Linked DNA regions of Sus scrofa: region 1 is linked to region 2. A link is a contact called in public HiChIP or PLAC-seq data. All regions are on one chromosome and are shown on one strand. The core of a region is the stretch at or near the end of the contact, and the rest is flanking DNA. Distances in the headings are between cores, read along the strand shown. Region 1 overlaps QRICH1 (glutamine-rich protein 1). Region 2 overlaps PRKAR2A (protein kinase cAMP-dependent type II regulatory subunit alpha).

What was found. HiChIP or PLAC-seq counts read pairs in DNA pulled down with a chosen protein or histone mark.
Region 1: an H3K27ac HiChIP or PLAC-seq map of alveolar macrophages shows a contact between it and region 2. The contact joins two enhancer-like sites. A contact is called at or near these places in 1 of 47 Hi-C or Micro-C datasets (embryonic fibroblasts) and 1 of 2 datasets of contacts at active chromatin or transcription factors (alveolar macrophages).

Annotation. Positions count from the first base shown.
Region 1 is chr13:31,694,470-31,697,910 of Sscrofa11.1, reverse strand. The region is part of intron 2 of QRICH1 (glutamine-rich protein 1); the gene reads left to right. Among named protein-coding and RNA genes, the nearest start is that of QRICH1, 18 kb to the left of the region's middle. Within about 2 kb of position 1,945, at least 1 of the 83 cell types and tissues checked has an H3K27ac peak or open chromatin away from gene starts, as enhancers often do. A contact at or near this core is called in alveolar macrophages, where this site is marked.
Region 2 is chr13:31,474,062-31,477,620 of Sscrofa11.1, reverse strand. The region is part of intron 1 of PRKAR2A (protein kinase cAMP-dependent type II regulatory subunit alpha); the gene reads left to right. Among named protein-coding and RNA genes, the nearest start is that of PRKAR2A, 41 kb to the left of the region's middle. Within about 2 kb of position 1,965, at least 2 of the 83 cell types and tissues checked have an H3K27ac peak or open chromatin away from gene starts, as enhancers often do. A contact at or near this core is called in alveolar macrophages, where this site is marked.

The DNA.
Region 1 (3,441 bases), core at 696-3,195, 220 kb before region 2:
AGTTATTTATTCCAGGCTTTATAAGGAAGGAAATGTACAAGAAAAGTATATAAGAAGGCTAGCTTTTTGGTTTAAGAATTTATTCTATTTTTTATAGCTTGGACTTTGTTTCATAAGATTAAAATAATCTGATTTGAGTTTAAAGTGTTTTTCGAGACTTTAAGTTCAAGATGGCTAATTGAGATCACCTATTAACATAATTATTTTCCCCAAGCCCTTTGTAAATGAAAGAAGAAATGTAAATATGATAATAAATCCATAAGATAAGTTCAATACAGTAGACTCATAAGAATACACATTTTCATAGTTCCTGTTGTGGCTCAGTGGTTAACAAACCCGACCTAGCAACCATGAGGACATGGGTTCGATCCCAGGCCTCGCTCAGTGGGTTAAGGATCTGGCATTACCATGAGCTGTGGTGTAGGTCGCAGACACGGCTTGGATCCCGCGTTGCTGTGGCTCTGGCGTAGGCCTGCGCTACAGCTCCAAATAGACCCCTAGCCTGGGAACCTCAATATGCTGTGGGTGTGGCCCTAAAAGACAAAAAACAAACAAACAAAAAAAGCACCAAATCTTAACCCTTAAAAATTGTGAATCTGTAAAGTAGATAACCAACGAGGACTTACTGCATAGCACAGGGAATTATATACAATATTTTGTAATAACCTATGAGGGAAAAGGATCGGAAAAATTTTATATATATATGGCAATGCTGGGTCCTTAACTCGTTTAGCAGCAGAGGAACTCCTGGGGATGATATTTTAAAAATCACTAAATCTCTTTTATGAGATTTTCTTTGTATCTAGTTCATTAAAATTTTCCTTTATCATACTAAAAAAAACAAAACAAAACTAAATCTGAGAAATTGTTGCAAGATTAAGCAAATAGTCAGGTGATGAAGAAATTCATTTAGGAGAGAAAGTTTTAGGGAAGATGGCAGAGCAGTTCTAATGGTCCCCTAATCTGGGAAGTGAAGAATACAAAGAGCATAAGGCCCCCCTGGGGACTCCCCAGGACCCATGGGTCGGAATTGACTATGGACTTTAAAACATACACACTTGGGGGTTGCTGTTGTGGGTCAGCAGTAACAAACCTGACTAGTATCCTTTAGGACTTGGGTTCGATCCCCAGCCTCAATCAGTGGGTCAAGTATCTGACGTTGTGGTGAGCTGTGATGTGGATTGCAGACACACTGGGATCCCCGCATTGCTATGGTTGTGGTGTAGGCTTGGCAGCTGAAGCTCTGATTTGATCCCTAGCCTGAGAACTTCCATTTGTTGCAGGTGTGGCCCTAAAAAGACAGGAAAAAAAACCCCTAAAAACATACACACACACACATAATGAGTTGATGCCAGGTAGAAGATCAAAGTGACTCTACTTATTGGTGGGAAAAATATATATTCCATTAGCTAGGGTAAGGCAATCTGCTGCTCTCTCTCTTTTTTTTTTTTTTTTTTTTTTTTGTCTTTTGTCTTTTTAGGTTCCCAGGCTAGGGGTCTAATCAGAGCTGTTGCCGCTGGCCTACGCCAAAGCCGCAGCAATGCCAGATCCGAGTTGCGTCTGTGACCTACACCACAGCTCACGGCAACGTCGGATCCTCAACCCACTGAGTGAGGCCAGGGATAGAACCTGCAGCCTAATGGTTCCTATTTGGATTTGTTTCCGCTGTGCCACGACGGGAACTCCTGTTCCTCTTTTGGAAATGAAGTCAGATACCTCTCATAATACAAATAAGGTCCAAATAGGCTAAAGAGTCAGATAAAAAGAAAACAGTGAAACTATTAAAAGGCAGTAGAGTTTGTTCTCATTGTGGCTCAGTGGCAAAGAATCCAACTAGCATCCATGAGGATGCGGGTTTGATCCCTGGTCTCGCTCAGTGGGTTAAGGATCCAGTGTTGTTGTGAGCTGTGGTGTAGGTGGCAGATGAGGCTTGGATCTGGCATTCCTGTGGCTGAGGCGTAGGCAAGAAGCTATAGCTCTGATTCAACCCATACCCTGGAAACTTACGCCATGGGTGTGGCTCTAAAAAAACAAACAGGAAAAAAAAGGCAGTAGAGAAAATTTTTGTAATTTTAGGTTGTGGTAAGCTCTCCTAAGGAAGGAAGTAAACTTTTGAGATAGCTTTTCTCAATTTTTTTTATCCTTAAGGAATTTTTGAAATGATTTTCTGGTGTCAGGGGAACCCTGCATAAAAATTACCATGTTTTGAAGTTCTCTGATGGTTCAGCAGGTTGAGGATCCAGCATTGTCACTGCTATGGATTGGGTCACTGACCTGGGAACTTCACATGCTGTGGGCGTGGCCAAAAAACTACTATATTTATAGCTCATGGAATGTTAGTTCGATCAGCAAGCAATATAAACCTTTTTTGGGGGGGGGGGCATCCCTGTTCCCTGCAGAAGTTTCTGGGCCAGGGATGGAACCTGAGCCATAGTAATGACAATGACAGATCCTTAAGCTGCTAAGCCACCAGGGAACTCCTGTTTTCATGTGTGGTTCCCTTCCCCACACAAGTTATCAATTTTAGTTCAAATTATTTGTGTAAGTAGAGGACACCTCATTTTTTTTTCCTTAAAAAAAAAATCCTGCTTGAGGGTTTTTTTCACCTTTAAGTAGTCCTAAAAGTTTTACCACAAATTTCTACCATACGGCTTGCTGAGATATGGTTTGTAGTATGATATGTGCAAGAGTAGTTTATTCCCCCTTTTGTTTAAAATTAAAAATGGAGATTGTGGTTCCTCCTGCCTCATGATGCTCCTTTCTAAGTCCACATTTCATGCAGTGTGTGTTATTTGGGAAGCTTTGGTCACAAGCCTACACTCTAGGCTGCTGAAGAGGTTGGGAGAGATTCCAGCTTCTGCCTTGGGGAGGCAGAGCTCATAATATGGTGTATTCTGCAAACATGGGTTTGCATGTGCTCGCTTCGGCAGCACGTATACTAAAATTGGAACAAACGTGTGTTTGCAGCCAAAAACAATACTAAAATCAGCTACTTTGTCAGGCTCTTTGTGGGCTAATTGGGATATTGATCATCACTTCAGATTGGTAGACCATTTATTGCTGCCTTTTATGGCCCTTCATCTCTAGTCTTAATCCACACTTAAATCTCTTCCCTCACCATATCTACATTCATTTGTATAATAAGAGTTTGGTAAATGTTTACTACTTGGATAAAGATTTTACAACTTTTAGAAGAGCACTGGTTCCTTTTTTTTTTTTTTTTTTTTTTTCTTTCTTTTTAGGGCCACACCTGCAGTATGTGGAAGCTCCCAGGCTAGGAGTTGAATCAGAGCTGTCACAACCATAGCAAAGCTAGATCCTTAACCTGCTGAGTGAGGGCGGGGATCAGACCTGAATCCTCATGTATACTAGTCGGATTCTTAACCCTTTGAGCCATGAAAGGAATTCCCAGAAGAGCACCATTTGAACACTGAAAGTCTA
Region 2 (3,559 bases), core at 716-3,215:
TCGGACATAGGCCGGCGGCTATAGCTCCAATTAGACCCCTAGCCTGGGAGCCTCCATATGCGGGCAGGTGCGGCCCTGGAAAAAGACAAAAAGACACACACACACAAAAAGAGCATTTTAGGCACTGTTTTCTGCTGGAAGATTCTCTCATACTTATGCTAGTTGAACACTTTAATCCACATAAAGTCTGATGCTCTTGTTTTGAGCTCTCTAAACAGTGGCAAATTACAATAGACAGCCTCTGACTGCTACAGTCATTGATTGCTTTCTCTGTGTGCATTGGCATTGTATCTTGCTCTAACTGCAGCTTTTTCCTCTGGCCTATAAATGCTTATATGATGTATACTAATTAAAAATGAAATAACACAGTTTTATCAGGCAGCATGTATATACCCATTTTGTTTACCTTTTCATCCGTTCGAGCTAAATGCCTCAAGTCTCTTTTGTTTTTAATTACATTTTATACTGCAAGTCAACTTTTTTTTTATGCTTTTGAACTCTTATGGTTAGAGGGAACACGTTAAGAATTTTAAAAGATGTCTTTTTTCCATGATAAAGTAGTACTTTTAAGTTTGCATTTAAATTTTTTTTTCAAATTTTTTTGGAGTATAATTGACTTAGCAATGTTGTATCAGTTTCATGTGTATGCATTTAAATTTCTTTTTCTTTTTTTTTTTTTTTCTTGCTTTTTATGACCATACCCTCGGCACATGAAGGTTCCCAGGCTAGGGGTTGAATCAGAGCTGTAGCCACCGGCCTACCCCACAGCAACAGCAACTCCAACTCCGGATCCTTTTTTTCTTTTTTTTTTTGTCTTTCTGCCATTTCTTGGGCCGCTCCTGCAGCATATGGAGGTTCCCAGGCTAGGGGTTGAATCGGAGCTGTAGCCGCCAGCCTACACCAGAGCCACAGCAACACGGGATCCGACCCACGTCTGCGACCTACACCACAGCTCACGGCAACGCCAGATCCTTAACTCACTGAGCGAGGGCAGGGATTGAACCTGAGTCCTCATGGATCCTAGTTGGATTCGTTAACCACGGAGCAATGAAGGGAACTCCTGAACTTAAAATTTTTTATTCCTTCTTTTATCTCTTTGTTTCAGACATACTATTCTTATTTTACAATAGTTCTATAATCTTTTATTTTATTTTATTTTTTTTTTGACCACCCTGCAGCATGTGGAATTCCCAGGCCAGAAATTAGATCCAAGCCACTGTTGCAACCTACTCCACAGCTGCAGCAGTGCCACATCCTTAACCCACTGTACGGAGCTGGGTACAGTACCAGGTTAATACTGGATCCTTAACCCACTGCTCCAGTGCTCCAGAAACACCGCTGATCCTTTTGCTGCCACATCAGGAATTCCAATAGCTCTATAAGCTTGATATCTAATCTTTTGTTTGATTTGTCTCCTGATAACATCCATGCTAAGTTGTTTCACTGTGTGCTTTATAATTTTAGGTTTATACTAATGTTTAATGGGGTTTTAATTTTGGAAATCCCATGAGCCCTAGGTTCAGGACTTAAAGCTGGTGTACATTTCATCTGTCTACCTGAGTGACAAGCACATGATCAAAGGAAACTTTTCCAGGGAATTCCCTTGTCACTGCAGCAGCTTGGATTGCTGCCATGACGCAGGTTTGATCCCTGGCCCAGGAACCTCCACATGCCATGTGTACAGCCAAAAAAATATTGGAAAATAAAAAAGAAACCCTCCCACATCCTCCAACCTAGAATGCAAGCTCCATGAAATCACAGGAGATCTTTGTGTTGTTTACTGATGTATCCCAAATTGTTTACTATAGTGCATGGCACATACTAGGCATTCTGCCTGTATTTGTTGAACTGAATTTATCACTTTCTTTCCTGGTGGATGGATTAATTTTGACTAGTCCACTCTCTTATTGAGGAAGTAGTGAGAGCTTGTTGTAGGTCCTTTCTTTTTTTTTTTCAGGGCCACACCCTATGGCGTAGGGAAGTTCCCAGGCTAGGGGTTGAATCGGAGCTGTAGCTGCTGGCCTATTACCTACAGCTGCTGGCTGTTACCTACAGCCACAGTAACTCAGGATCTAAGCTGCGTCTATGACCTATATCACAGCTTACGGTAACACCAGATCTTTAACCCACTGAGTGAGGCCAGGGATTGTATGTCCCCACGGATACCAGTCAGATTTGTTACCTCTGAGCCACGATAGGAGCTCCAAGTTGTAGGTACTTTCTATCAGGAATGGCTGGAGTTTTTAACTGAATATTTGTCTGATGGTTCCAGTAACATGACTTTGACTCCATGCTATGTAAAAAAATAATCCAATCCTATTAGGATAAATGAGCATTTGCCTCCTTCCTGGGTCTATATTTCTTTTCTTTTCTTTTTCTTTTTTTTTTTTTTTTTTTGTCTTTTTGCCTTTTCTAGGGCCGCTCCCATGGCATATGGAGGTTCCCAGGCTACGGATCCAATCGGAGCTGTAGCCACCAGCCTATGCCAGAGCCACAGCAACACCAGATCCGAGCCGGTCTGTTACCTACACCACAGCTCATGGCAATGCCGGATCCTTAAGCCACTGAGCAAGGCCAGGAATTGAACTTGCAACCTCATGGTTCCTAGTCGGATTAGTTAACCACTGAGCCACGATGGGAACCTCAGGGTCTATATTTATTTCAAAGGCCTCATGTTAAACTTTGGCTGAGCCATTTTCAATTTGTTTTTCATAATTCTCAAATTTCTGGGGTTTTTTGGAGGGTTTATATGGCATATTATGCATTTTTAAATGAAAGTAGAATAATCTTTTAAGGTTAAAAAAATCACTTTGTTCAATGATATAGCTTAGTGGTAAGAATTTAGATAACTATCAAATATAAGGAATGATAGGTGAAAAGTAGAAAAAAATTAGCAATAAGAAAACTTTTTTTTTTTTTTAACCTAAAGACATGGGATACATTTTTCTCATTAATACTCTGACAATGGGCGGAGAAAACCCACCCATATTTAGGGAGAGTATAACTTAATGCTTAATTTTTCATTTTAGTAATACTCATTAAAAAATTTAAAATGAAATGTAAATGCGATTAGCTAGCACGTTTGGGGATTATCTTTAATAGAAGAAAATGTAACTATTTGATGTCATAACAGTACTAGTAAATTTAATAGGTTTTTTATTCATTTGGTGTGATACAGATTGTATGGAACTTGATGTGAGCAGAAATAAAATTGCCACTGAGTATGTTGAAGTTATAAATAGCTTGTATTCAAAGACATATGTTATTCTTTATACTGTTTTTATGTGATCATGTTGAACCACTATCTGTGGTTGATTATGGAAGAGTATAATTTTTTATTGCTTTTTAGGGCCGCACCCATGGCATATGGAGGTTCCCAGGCTAGGGATCTAATTGGAGCTACACCTGCTGGCGTAAGCCACAGGCACAGCAATGCCAGATCCGAGCCTCGGCTGCAACCTACACCGCAGCTCACGGCGACACCAGATTGTTAACCCACTGAGCAAGGCCAGGGATAGAACCCACAACCTCATGGTTCCTAGTGGAATTCATTTCCTCT